Linked DNA regions of Ovis aries: region 2 is linked to region 1. The links are chromatin contacts, called in public Hi-C maps. All regions are on one chromosome and are shown on one strand. The core of a region is the stretch at or near the end of the contact, and the rest is flanking DNA. Distances in the headings are between cores, read along the strand shown. Region 1 overlaps CCBE1 (collagen and calcium binding EGF domains 1). Region 2 holds the start of CCBE1 (collagen and calcium binding EGF domains 1).

Evidence for each region. A called contact is a pair of places that touch in the nucleus more often than the background predicts.
Region 2: a contact with region 1 is called in a Hi-C map of tail adipose tissue, with 2.2 times the contacts expected there. The contact joins the promoter of CCBE1 here to the enhancer-like site in region 1. A contact is called at or near these places in 2 of 16 Hi-C or Micro-C datasets (skin fibroblasts and tail adipose tissue).

The regions. Positions count from the first base shown.
Region 1 is chr23:58,877,756-58,884,513 of ARS-UI_Ramb_v3.0, reverse strand. All of the region lies in intron 2 of CCBE1 (collagen and calcium binding EGF domains 1), which reads left to right. Among named protein-coding and RNA genes, the nearest start is that of CCBE1, 66 kb to the left of the region's middle. Within about 2 kb of position 4,308, at least 15 of the 54 cell types and tissues checked have an H3K27ac peak or open chromatin away from gene starts, as enhancers often do. A contact at or near this core is called in tail adipose tissue, where this site is marked.
Region 2 is chr23:58,944,423-58,951,180 of ARS-UI_Ramb_v3.0, reverse strand. It overlaps CCBE1 (collagen and calcium binding EGF domains 1), which reads left to right and starts at 4,153. Exons shown (of 12, transcript XM_042239137.2): 1 at 4,153-4,609; 2 at 5,051-5,131. The coding sequence starts at 4,479.

The DNA.
Region 1 (6,758 bases), core at 3,059-5,558:
TCCCTGACCAGGGATCGAACCCATGCCCCCGAACTGGAAATGTGAATTCTTAACCACTGGACCACGAGGGAAATCCCCTGGGCAGTGTGGCATTGGGGAGAGAGGGCTGTTGGAATCCAGAGAGAGATGTGAGTGGGCACTTGGGCATGCCGGGCTGGCGGTCAGGGTGAAGACCAGGCTTTAACGAAGACACGCTTCCCGAAAGGTTGCCTGGTTTTGGGTTAGATTAGGGCTCAGACGCAGCTGTCACAATCTGCTTCATGTTAAGTCACTAAGTTCTGTCTGACTGTTTGTGGCCCCATGGACTGAAGTCCACCAGACTCCTCTGTCCATGGGATTTCTCAGGCAAGAATACTGGAGTGGGTTGCCATTTCCTCCTTCAGGGGGTCTTCCCAATGCAGGGATCAAACCCACATCTGCATTGGCAGGCGGGTTCTTTACCACTGAGCCGCCTGGGAAGCCGAGCCATCGGATTAGCACCCACCCTAATCTAATATGACCTCATCCTAACTTGAACGTATCTGCACAGACCCTATTTCCAAATAAATTCACTCCTCCAGGTGCCAGAGGTGTGAAGCCTTGAACGTATCTTATGGGGAACTCAGCTCTACTCACTACGGTGCTGAAGGCAGAAAACAGAAGACTGGGCTGTAAAATGCAGCATCAGCTCAGGCAGTGCCGCATCATCAACATGAACAGCTGACTTAGTCACTGGCGTCATATTTCTTCTGTGAAACTCTGGACTACTGCAGACAAGCTCTAACCGCCCACCCCCGACTCATGACATTTCACGTCGGGGTTTGCCACAACCAAGTGTACTCAGAGCCCGGCTGGTGCGTTTCGCAGCATGGGTCATTCCAGGAAACGTCTAGAATCACCATGAAAAGGAATGGACTGAAATGGGGGTCTCTATCCAGCACACCCATGAACTGCTGAAGGACGAAATCAGCTTTGTGCTTCTCTGAAAGGGAGAGGAATCAGAAGAAAAGTGATGAGAGTGATTTCTAGCTGGGAATGGATGTACGTGAATTTCTAAGACCACGGACCAAGTTGGGAAGCCTGGAGAGAGGCAGAAGAGGGCAGGTTTAGGACTACCCAGTGCAAACCTCAGCCCTCAGTGACCCCAGGCCTTAACTTTCCTGTCTGTAGAATGGGCACACTGGCGGTACTGATCTCGCAGGGCTCTTTTGAGGATGTGGTGAGTTGATCGCGTGGCGGTGGCACAGTGCAGGGCTGAGAGCATGGATTCTGGAGTGAGGTGGCCCCGGGGGCCCACCCTTCCCCACCACTATTCCCGCAGTGACCTTGGATGAGGTCCTCAGCGCTCTCGTTTGTCTCTCTGTAAAATAAGAATAATACCTACCTCATTGTTGCTGGGAGATTTAAAGGAGCAAATATGTGTAAAATCCTTAGCACAGCGCCTGACGCAATAAATGCCCTTTATTTCCCACATTAAGGTGCTTGAGTGCCAGGATCACAGTAGAAGCTCAGTAAGTAACTGGTGGCTGTTCTATCATGGTTGTGACATTCTTCTCCCCATCCTGTCCTCAGAAGTCGCGTCTGAGCCTTCTATGAGTCAGCCAGGCCCTGAAAACAGTGCTTTTCCTAGGGGCATTTACATGGTGAAAAGCTTGAACTTTCTAAACAGATGGATTGAAAGTGACTAACTTATCCCAGAACATACTGTGGGATTCTTTCAATAAACCACTTAAACCACTTGAAGATGGAACTTTAGTTACTCTCTCAATAGGCTCTTTTTCTCAGGAACTTATTGCATAAAGTGGATTAGGTAAACATTCTGTTCCTTTGTCCATTGCATGTTCGTCCGAGGCAGTACCCACTTCTGTGCTTTGGTACTTTCACTCAAAATGTTTAGCTCTTATAATTTTCTTATTAACTTCACCTAAGTGATCATGACTGATTTAAGAACTCCAGAATGTCAGCATTGAATGTTGCCTTGAAGTGAAAGTGAAGTCGCTCAGTCGTGTCCGACTCTTTGCGACCCCATGGACTGTAGCCCACCTGGCTCCTCCATCCATGGGATTCTCCAGGCAAGAACACTGGAGTGGGTTGCCATTTCCTTCTCCAGGGGATCTTCCCGACCCAGGTATCGAACCCAGGTCTCCCGTGTTGTAGGCAGACGCTTTACCGCCTTAGAAATTCCTAAATCACACCCACTGCTGGCTCTGCACTTAAGAATGTTGCCTCAGATGGTAAGAAGGTGGCTCTCTTTCTAGAACTTACTCTGTCTCCTTTGCACACGAGGAGGCTGCGTGTCTCCAAAGCTCCCTGTAAACATTAGTACCTGGCTACGGTTTGATGCTTTTGTGTGGGTCTGACCTTCTACTTAAAGCAGGGCATCTCAGATTCCATTTATGACATTAGTGTCCAACCTGGGACGGGGGTGGGGGTGGGGTTAAAAATCCTGGATGCCTTGGCCTCCTGGAGACTGGGCTGTGGGTGATACATTAAACCCTGCAGCTGGTGCAGAGCCATGGTTGAGAACCATCAGTTATCATGAGGTCTTGTTGCTGCTGAGTTCAAACTTGTATTGCTCACCACACAACAGGCCAGTAAATCAAAGCACAAGTTGTTGGGGCAAGGAATAGAGACTTTCTTTGAAAAGTCAACAGACCCAGAAGATGGTGGGCTATTGTCCCAAAGAACCATCTTAACCTGGGTTAGAGTTGATGCTTCCTTTATACTAAAGGGGGTGGTGGTGGTGTGATTGAGTGATGCAGGCTTCTTGGTGTCAGGAGCCTTTGTTCTTGCAACTGTCCACATAGGTCAGTTCACGGTGTTCCGGTAAATCTCCAACACGGCATGCTGTTCTTGGTCTGCAACGTTTTATCTCCATATGAATGGGAAAATTTATACCTTTAAAGGTTGGAGCCTTGAGAATGGGCCTTCCTGTATGTTTTAGACAATAGGCAACAATTCTTATAGCAAAAGGGACAGAATACAATGTTGAAGAAACAGATCCAATGTGGGGCCAGATTTGTTCTTCCCTTTTACACTATCTCCTTTATCCATGAGCACGTTGCCTTCTTAAGGTCAGTGAATAATACAAGTAAAGTAATAAAGCCTTGGGCTTCTCTGTTGACTTAGTTGGTAAAGAATCTGCCTGCAATGCAGGAAACCTGGGTTCAACCCCTGGGTTGGGAAGATCCCCTGGAGAAGAAGATGGCAACTCACTCCAGTCATCTTGCCTGGAAAATCCCATGGACAGAGGAGCCTGGCCAGCTGCAGCTCATGGGACTGCAAAGAGTCGGACATGACTAAGCTGCTGAGCACAATCAGAGCCCGGTGATTAATTAACTAATAAGAGCCCGAGGAATGACTGAGGGCTGGTGAACCCAGATGAAACCCTGGGGAAGCAACCTGGCCAATAGGGGCTGGTGGCAAGTCTGACTCTGAGCTTGTCTGAGGCGCATTCCTTTTTTTTTTTTTTTTTTTTTGCCGTGTCTAAAAGCCTCTCGGGCTTGCAACAGCTGTGGCCTCTGTGCTTGTATTAAGAGGAAGCCGAGGCCCTCTTGGTCTTTGCTCAGCCTGTTTCGTGGCCACCACCTCTAACAGTACTGAAAAACTCAACTGTGCCTTCTGTTTAAGCAGCAGGAAGCCTAACTCTGTTTTTTGTTCTTAGTCCCTAGAGTACACTGAGGTTGGAAAGTTATGTTTGCTAGATGTTGGCATGCCAACAGTCACAAATTTTAAAAGCGGAGGAAGCAGTTGAAATCGCCTGCGTGTTTCAGGAGTGATGCATCCCTCCCCGCTGCTTCCTCCTCCCACCCTCGCGCGTCCCCTCATTTCAACTCGAGATGCTCTTGTCTCTGCAGCTGGGTCCCAAATGTTCTCTCATGGCCTTGGAATGGTTCTGTCACAGGCCAACGGGAATTTGAGGCTGAGATGTTAAGGTCTGGCCAATGAAAAGGAAATATCAATAATGTCCTCTGCCAGCCTGGCAGTGAGGAATAAGGGCAGCTAGCGCTGCAAAGAACTTCTCGACCAGAAGCTCTGAGAAGCGAGCAGGCAGCTGCACAGCTTAAATTGCCTTTCTTGTGACCTCGGAGGCCAGACCGCCCTCTTTTTTATGCAGAAAGGTGATTGTGTGATTCCGTTCAGTTCATCACACACACACATACACACACACACACACACACACACACACACACACCCCTCCATCATTTGGAACGAGTTATTCCTAGTGGCCTTGTGGTTTGGGTCTTTATGCACTGGGGAACATGTTTAATAAAAACCACACGATTCATTCTGACAGCCTTGGACCGCCTCCCCCAGAGTGAGGGGCCGCTCGTGACTGGCTCTCTTCTGCTCTCAGCCTGTGCTTTTGATTGCACAACCAGGCATTCCTTTGAATTCATGTGTGTCCTTAAAAACAAACCAGCCGTGCTTTCGGTAACGCAGACTCTACCCCTCTCTGTGGTCGCTGGTGAATGTCTTTATCCTTCTGAGTGGAGAGAAGGCTGAATCCGAGATTCGTAAACAAAAAGTGCCCCCTCCCGGCTCGGGAGTGCTGCTCTGAGCCCCAGCAGGCACGGAGTGAGACTCGGGAGAGGGTCAAGCCCACGGCCGCTCAAGTTCCACGTGGGTGGATGTATTCCGAGGGTGTGATCCTGCAGAGTCAGGACCCAGGAGGACCCCTGTCCTTGAGCAGACTGTGCTCAGCAAGAGGCAGGGTGCCACCCGGCTGGTGGGGCCAGGAGGCAGCTGGGCTTGCGTTCTGGCTCCGCCGTCTCTGCGTTCCGTGTCTTGGACATGTGCCTTGCCCATGCACCATGGTCTTTGTGTCGTGGGAGACAGTGATGGTTCCCAGCTGACTGAGGGAGTGGGCAGAGCTTCACAGGACTCAGCGCGGGCACTCACAAATGGCAGCAGTTACGCGGCGGTGGACGCGGCAGTCAGTGCGGTCAGCGGGCCCTTTGCATCCTGCCGTCTGCGCTGCCTTTGAAATCCCGAACAGTGTCAGGTTTCTCAGCCGTGTTTCCGTCAGATCTGGCGCCGCAGAGCTCTTGACTTGCACCAGAACCCTGCAGCAATCAGGAAGAGCTGCTGCTCGTGAGAACACTTAGGAGGGTGCACTGCAGCCTGTGCCGCTCACTCCAGTAGGTGACGTCCCACGAAGTTCTGAGCAGGATTGCTGACCTCTGCGTCTGTGTGGAATGGCCACTCTGCGGTCAAATGATGATTTGGGCAGGACCGTGTCCGTTGATTCATCCATGCAGGACTTAAGACGGGTGGCCTTGAGGTGGCCCCGTCATTGAAGGTTCTCCGGAGCACTTAGGTAACGGCGGGAAGCACCCTTGGGGAGTGTCGTGAAAGAGAACAGCAAGGGGACGTTGGACCTGGAGGCAAAGTTGGGCACCTGCTGACGAGGTGGAGCGGCGCTGAGAGAAGGCAGGCGCTGACTCATTCAGGGGCAGGGCTGGGGTGCGGAAGGGCCCCTGCAGACGGGGTTCTCGGCGTAGGGGTTGTGCAACTGTCTTGTAGGCTGGAGTCTCCTGTAGATGAAGTGTGAGCGTGAGTCCATGGCCCAACTCTAACCATAGCATCTGGGCACTGCACGGTCCCCATGTGGAGTCAAGCTCCTGCGTCTGATATTAAGGCAATGAATGAAGAGCTGGTGGCTGTGTTTCTCCCCATCCCCAACACAGGCTGTCCCCTTCTCTCATCTGGGCGCTGGGGCCACACAGATGACAGGAGGGAGATAGGCTTTGGAGTCAAGAGATCTGAGTCCAGCCAGCAGCGGGACCAGCAGGTTTCCCACCTCTCAGCCTCTTTTTGCTCATCTGTAAAATGGGAATGGTCCCGTATCTTTTTGGAGGACCAGTTTGGGATTTGGTTACAACCTAGGTAATGGGAGGCATGCAGTATTTGCTTAAAATTGTAGCACTTGTTACTTAGGGTTATTTATCGATGTACCTGAACATAAGAGATGTGGGTTCAATCCCTGGGTCGGGAAGATCCCCTGGAGGAGGGCATGGCAACCTACTCCAGTACCCTCGTCTGGAGAATCTCATGGACAGAGGAGCCCGGCAGGCTACCATCCATAGGACCACAAAGAGCTGAACAGGACTGAAGCGACCTAGCACGCTCGCTCACACGCATCCATGCATCTGAGCCCTCTGTATTCGAAGGCGGGAGGCCCAGCAGTGCCCATCGTGGGCAGTGGGAGCACTGACGCCAGGGTTCCAGCACAGGTGGCCAGGCTCTCAGAAGATGTGCCAGTCCAGGTTCAAGTCCAACAGGAATGAGGGGCTGATTCGACTCGTCCTGACGGACTGTCCATCTTTGCACCTTCAGACCAAGGGTAGACTCCAGACCTTTCCCTCTTAAATCTGCTTGACCTGAGTGTGCGTGGGCTTTGTTCTGGGCTGTTTCCCAGCAGCCCCTGGATTCCCAGCCCTTGCTGTGCTGTTGCAGAGTCCCGGAAGCCTTTCCAGGATAGCCCTGGCCTTCTGGATCGTTCTGACCGTCTCACTGCACGTTCCCAGCTCTGGGTAGTGCTGCGCTGGACCGCATGACCGCCTTCAAATACCTGCTCTGCCCACAGTGGTTGCCCCCTCCCGGCCCCATGCACCGAAGTTCACTTGCCCTGAGGGGCCTGGCCAGTGCAGGAACATTATTCTGGAAGCCCTTTCCATTGGCAACCAAGCTGAGATCCTGCCAAGTACAATGGGAGGACTTGTGCTGACTCAGGTAAAAACAAACGCGTTTGAAAGCCACAAGGGGCTCGGCTTTTC
Region 2 (6,758 bases), core at 2,904-5,403, 67 kb before region 1:
TGACTTAGCAGCAGCAATCTTTTAACATTATCTTTATTTCAGAGTTTGGTAAAAATTGTGTGATTCTCTCACGGACGTAGGAATCAGATGTTTCTTCCTGTCTTGGGAGGAAATTCCAGAGACCCACGGCTTTAATAATACTTTCAGAATTTGGACAAGTTAAAACGATGGCAGACTAGGTGCAAAGATGGTGTACACACCCCAAAACCAGGGCTTGAAAGCCCTTTGACTGTGTAAACATGTTTGAGGCTTCTTGCCTCGAGCATGTCCTCACAATGGCTCGGAGACTGGGGCGCTTTAATACTCTTCAGGGGGTAACCCGAATTCCCTAGGCAGACCTGGCCGTATGTCAGTCAAGATGGAAACGGAAGGAGGGGTCCGGGCAACCTGTCTGTTCTGGGGGTACAGTTCTGCATGTGCCACTCCCAGTTCTGATTGCACCCTACCCAGTGCTTGCTGGGTCTTGCTTCTTTGAAAATTCCTTTAGGTGACTATTGCTATGTTCCAGGGAGACCACCAGGAAAAGTCTGTGAATCTTTGTTTAGGCCATTTTTAGGTTTTTCCATGATGGCTACCTTGAATCTTGTAACTGATCAGGTAATTATCCTGAATTGAAATTTGAGACTCTAGAGAACTGATTTGTCAATTGCTCTATTTTTTTTTTTTTTTTTTTTTTTTTAGTATTTGTTTACTTATGGCTACATCAGGTCTTAGTTTTGGCCCATGGGCTTCTTTTGGTTGTGGTCCCTGTAGACTGCGGCATGCTCTCTCTAGTTGAGGCTTGCAGGCTCTCAGATCCCCAATCATAAATGGAAATTATGTCTCTGGCGTCGCAAGGAGGATTATTAACCACTGGATCATCACCGAAGTCCTGCTTTAAACACAGCGTAGGAATTACACAATCCTGCAAACTAACGTCCCTTCAGCTTCATTTTATTTCGCTCCCCGGATCTTCCCCTTTGCCCCAGTTGCTTTATCTGATCTGCTCCACACCATCTGTTGTTGCTTAGTCAGTAAGTTATGTCCGACTCTTTTGCAACTCCATGGACTGGAGTCCGCCAAGCTCCTCTGTCCATGGGGTTTCCCAGGCAAGCAGACTGGAGTGGGTTACCACGCCCATTTGACAGCTAGATTAAACACAGAAGATCTTAAAAGTTCTCATCACAAGAAAAAAAAAAATGGTACCTTGGTGTGGTGATGGATGTTAACCAGACTTTTTGCAGTTATCATCTTGCTATAGATAACATATTGAATCGTGCTGTATACCTGAAACTAATGTATTATATGTCCACTTGCCTCAGCTGAAAAAATAAAAGTTAAAAATGTTTAAAAATGAGTGGAAGAAGCGATGGTTCTTATTTCAAAGGATACTCTCTGCCCAGTGGCCTAGTTTTTTCCTTTCTTGCTTCACGTTGCTTGTGTATGCTGGCCCCTGATTTCTCCAGCCAGTCAGCCTCTCCCCCAGACAACGCTCAGAAGCCCTTAACAATAGCTGGTCCACCCGGGAGTGGAACTTCCCTTGGCATAGCCCCACATCCCTAGGACACGGTAACTTGTATAACTATCCACTCTCTGCTGTGTTTCAGGGAAGCTGACAGGTCTATATGGAAACCATCACGGACAGCGGTATGCTGAAAAGTTAACAATTGTACAGAGCCTCCCTCCAGGAGCACAGAGGTCCGCATCATTAATCTTTATAACACTCCCATGACAGAGGCAGGAGGTGCGTCCTCTCAGCCCGTGTTTCAGAAGTGAGGGAATGGGGCACATCAGTGGGGGAGATGAGTTAGGGTATCAGGAGAGAAAAGCCCAAGCCCCCGGAGGTCCCTGCCACACTCAGCTGCAGTCTGACGTCTCCCATGCAGGCTGCAGCCTTAGCTAACGCAGGTTTTGTCTTTAACAGGCGTGTTTAACTTTTCAGGGGACCGGCATGCGTCCATGACATCCACATCACTTTCCACTCTGCTGTGCTTTCCAGCCCAGCCCCCCAAGAAATGCCTTGTGCGGTCCGTAGCTGCCAGTGGGTTTAAATACCAGGTCTCGAGGCAAAGGTTTTCAGAAGGTCTCTGCCCCAGCTCCGCTCTTCCAGACATGCCCTCTGGCCACCCAGCCTCAGGGTTTCCTCCCCAGGCAAACCTGACCGCAGCACATCTTCAGAAACCTCATTCTCATCTGGGCTCGGTGGCGGGGCTGAAAACAAGGAGGCCTCAAAGTCAGCTCCTCGACTCCCAAATCAACAGATTTGATTTTGCTTTTATCATCTACAGCTTGAATTTCTGTCTCGGGAAAGCTCCCTGTCCCCATATATGGCTTATTAACTATTTAACGAGGTAACTAATGACCTGTAGAACCAACATCCACAATTTCAACAGTAGAAAAGCAAATGAGTAAAGAGGAGAAAAAAGACAGCCAGACGTAAAAACAGAGTAACAGCTAAGAAAATAAAAATAGACCCTCCTAAGAATGGCCTCTAAAGTGACACAAATTTTACAGCCTCTAAGGTGTGTTTCTTTTTCACGTGCTTAGAGGGGTATCTCTTTAGGAACTCAAACAGCTGTTGTGAAATAAACTCCTATTTATCTAAAAGCAGAAAGTTAAAAAGTTAAAACTGAAAATCCTGTGTAATATAATCATTTAGGCTCAAAATGATAAGTTAATGTCTACTGAGCGCTCAATATATACACCAGCCACTGGGAAAAGGTATCATACGCATCACCTTCTTCATTACTCTTAAACGCTTATAGGGAGTTTTCTCCATTTTACAGATGAGAAAACTAAGTTTCAGAAAGGTCACTTGCCAAAGTTACTGACCTTGGGAGCCAGGCATCCTGGGTTTGAATCCACTTTGTTTCTTTCTTTCTGACTTTTGATGGTCACCGTCAGGTTTTAAAAGTTCCTGAAGTGTCTCCTGACCATGTGAAAATTCACTTCTTTTGTTTGATTCAAATCAAGTCTGATTTGTACCCTGCCATGCCTGTGTAAGTTTTACAGGGAAAAAAAAAAAAAACAAACACCCCACCTCACTGAAGTCGGACTCCTAGTTTCAAGGGATATGGGATCAAATAAAGTCATAAATGTGAAAAACCTTTGGAAAATATAAAAACATTCTACAGGACAATGAGGATACCACTGCTTTGAAAGATGTCAGACACATAGGGTGATTCTCAGTGGCCCAGAATATTTTGAATCAAAACGCCTGCACCTAACCCATGAGAACCTTAGTAACCTGTGATCAAGCTGTCTTTTCTCCTCCACGGGAAAGCTGCAGAAACCATGGGTTTGTTAGAGGCTGGACATCACAACCTCGTTTCTGGGCAGCGACCACTGGGGCTCGCTCAGCGGGGCACGTTTGTCAGGAGTTACTCTTTAACAGGCAGGCACGGAAACGCCGAATGGGCAACCAAGTGTGAAGATGCAAAGGCCTACCAGTTACACGTGGGAACACCAGCTGACCTGATTAAAGGCCCCGCAGCCCGGGGGTTTCAGGAGACCTCTTAGCCCTGCGTTAACCAGCCGGCCGCAGGCCCCTGATGAACCGGCCCCTTCAGTGTCTCCCCTGATCTTCCAGGAGTTTCCAGCTTTCGCCTGTGTGCATGGTGTGGAAACAGCATTAAAGCAAGAGGGTTTTTAAAATTAATTTATTTAATTGGAGGCTAATTACTTACAGTGTCGTGGTGGTTTTGCCACACATCGACATGAACCAGCCACGGTGTACATGTGTCCCCCATCCTGAGCCCCCTCCCACCACACCCCATCCCCCTCGGTTGTCCCAGAGCACCGGCTTTGAGTGCCCTGCTTTATGCATCGAACTTGGGCTGGTAATCTGTTTCACAGTCCTCGGAAAGGGCTGACCAGAGCTCGTTACTTGTTTGACCGGAGGGCTAAGGGACTGGAAACAGACACTCTCTGGTTTCAGGCTGGGCCGCCTTCACCTCCTGCGTCCTCCCTTCTACGAAGGAGATGGGGCGCGGGGGCGGGGCGGCGGGCAGTGTAGACGCTCGATGGGCGGGAGGAAAACACGGGCCTGACCCGCGTCCTTGGAAGCCAGCCCACCGCGGGAAGGAGGCGTGTTAAGCCCTCTGCCCCCCGCCTCCTCCCCCGCCCCGGCTCTGCGACCCCGGGGTAAAATGCCAGCGGCCGCCCGCGCTCCGCACGCCGCGCGCGGCGCCCAGCGGAGGAAGGGGCCGGCGGGGAGGGCGCCGCCCAGAGCCGAGCGGAGCGCGTCCGTTTGTCCGGCGTGAGCCTCGGAAGCGACACCGCCCGGACCCCGCGGGCCCCGCGTCCCAGCCCCGCTGCCCGGCTGGCGCCGCTGCGCCCCAGCCCCGAGCCCCGCAGCCCTGCGCGGCGCGCAGGTGGCTCCGAAGCCCCCGGCCTCGGGCGCCCCCCGCCGGGGACAGGCAGGCGGCGGCGCGCGCGGAGGAGCCGGGCGCAGGGCTGGAGAGGCGGCCAGCGCCGCCAAGAAGCCGCGAGCGTCCCCGATGGTGCCGCCGCCTCCGAGCCGGGCAGGGGCGGCGAGGGGCCGGCTGGGCAGGAGCCTGGGTCCGCTGCTGCTGCTCCTGGCGCTAGGACACGCGTGGAGCTACCGCGAGGAGCCGGGCGACGGCGACAGGTTCGCGCTGCGGGTCCCTGCTGCGTGCGCTCCCGGCTCCCGGGCGCAGGCGGTACCCTCTCCCCATCCCACCCCGCCGGTGCCCCGCGCGCTCTCGGCTTCCCCCGGCGCTCACCCATCCTGGGTTAAGGAAACAGCTTCGTAGACTCCGGGGTAGGCGCCTCTCCGCGCGCACACCCCGGGCTCCCGCGTCCGGGGCTCGGGGCTCGGTGACACCGCGCGCCGCCCTCCTGCCGCCGTCAGTGTCCCGCTTCTGTACTTCTTCTTTCTCTTGGGGGCCGGTTCGCTGCGTGGGACCCTCGCCGGCCCGGACCTCGGGGTCCTCCCCGCGTCCGCGCTCGGGGACCGGCGCCGCCTCGGCGCGCGGAACGCGGATGACCGGCGCGCATTGCCGGCCACTCTCGCACGGAGCGGCCAACCAAGTTCCCCTAACTTTTTCAGAGAAATCTGCTCGGAAAACAACATCGCCACGACCAAGTATCCGTGTCTGAAGCCTTCGGGGGAGCTCACTACGTGCTTCAGGTAAGCCCCGGGGCTCGGCTGACCGGGCTGGTCCGGGAGGCGGCGCCCGCAGGAGGGGCCTGGAGACGCGCTCGGGGACCGCGGCCACCGGTGGGGTGCTCTGTCCTCTCTGGTGCAAACTTTTTCTTTCCCCTTGTGTGTGTGGTTTCTGAGCCGGAGCAACCACGGGCAACTGAGTGTCCGCACCTGGAGTTTCTGCTCTCAGAACCCGAAGGCGGTGGTTTACCGCTCCCCGAGATGCTGGCGTGGTGGTTGGAGGAAAGGTTGCCAGTTTCATGAAGAAAGGGGATGGGACAGTGGGGTAAGCGGTGCGGCATAGCGAGGCGTAGCCAAGATAAGTGGTTCCGATTGCGTTTTGTTTTGAACATAAAGTCAACAAGGAAATCCTTAGTCCCTAGCTCTCTGTTGACCTTCTGCCGGGACAGAGTGTAACTTTGTCACGGCCTCTGGGCGGGCGGTGGATAAGGTTGTTCCGTAAAAACCAAAAGCGTCAAGATGGTTGAGTCACGGAAGAGGATCCATCTTCCTGAAAATTTGGTCCGCAGATCACCTGGGTGCTTGTTAAAAGCAAATGTGACGAGAGCCAGGGCGTCTGATTGGAAAACTGCCCCAGGCAGTTCTGAGGGAAGTCAGTGTTCCCTGCGTGCAGCTCTCTGAACGTGAGGAGCGGTTCGTTGTCACCATAGGGGACCACGGGCAGTGTCCCCGTGCCTTCACCAGAAGGAGGCACGCACCCACAAAGACTTGTGAGTTGCCTGCGTTTTAAAGGTATAGTGTTCGAGGTCCAGGGATCACACACTCCCAGCAGATTCTATCTCCGCGATTCCTGTACTGTCTAGGTGCCAGAATCAACCCTGGGCAGTACAGGATAACAGGGTACTCCTCAAAAGTGAGTTTGAAAGAGAAGGAAGTTGCCCTAATGATGTGGTAGCAGATGACTCCCCATGGTCTCAGCTGCAAAAAGCTGCACACACTCTAAGGCCCAGGTGTGGATGGTTTCAGGGCTGGTGAAAAAGCACCGCCAGCTACGTCACAGACCACACTTTAGAAATCTGCTGGCAACAGAATGACAGTGATCAGTTCAGGGAGCCAACAGTCCTGTGAATCCTTGGGAAGGGATTCTCTGAGCCGTGGGCGGTCAACACTAAACAGAAATGTGAATTAGTAGGGAAGACTGGAGTGTGGTTCAGTTGGCAGGTAAAGTCTTGGAGAAGTTAACAGGTAAGCAAGGTCTACCCAGCCGGGGACCTGAGCTGGTGGTGGCGGCTTCAGGATTCTGCCTGGCTCCAGCCCTGGATTTCATCCACACTGTTTCTTAGGATGCATTTCCCCCCATCACTACAGCATAAAACCTTGATTTAACATGGAATGTGTCCCTGAGATGGTTTGCTCATTATTTGGTCCCTGAAAGTCAAGACTGCCCATAAGTCAATGACAGTTACAGAATGCATGTCCAATTTTCAGAAACCGTGAGCGCCTGATTAGCCTTCTAAGCTGATTTCATTTGTTACGCTGTTACTGTCATTTCCACAGCACCCCCCCCCCAACCCCCCAAACTTTGGAAAACAGTGCAGTGTTTTTTCCTACACTGAGACTCTTACAGGAGACATGAGCAGTGTCTTGATGT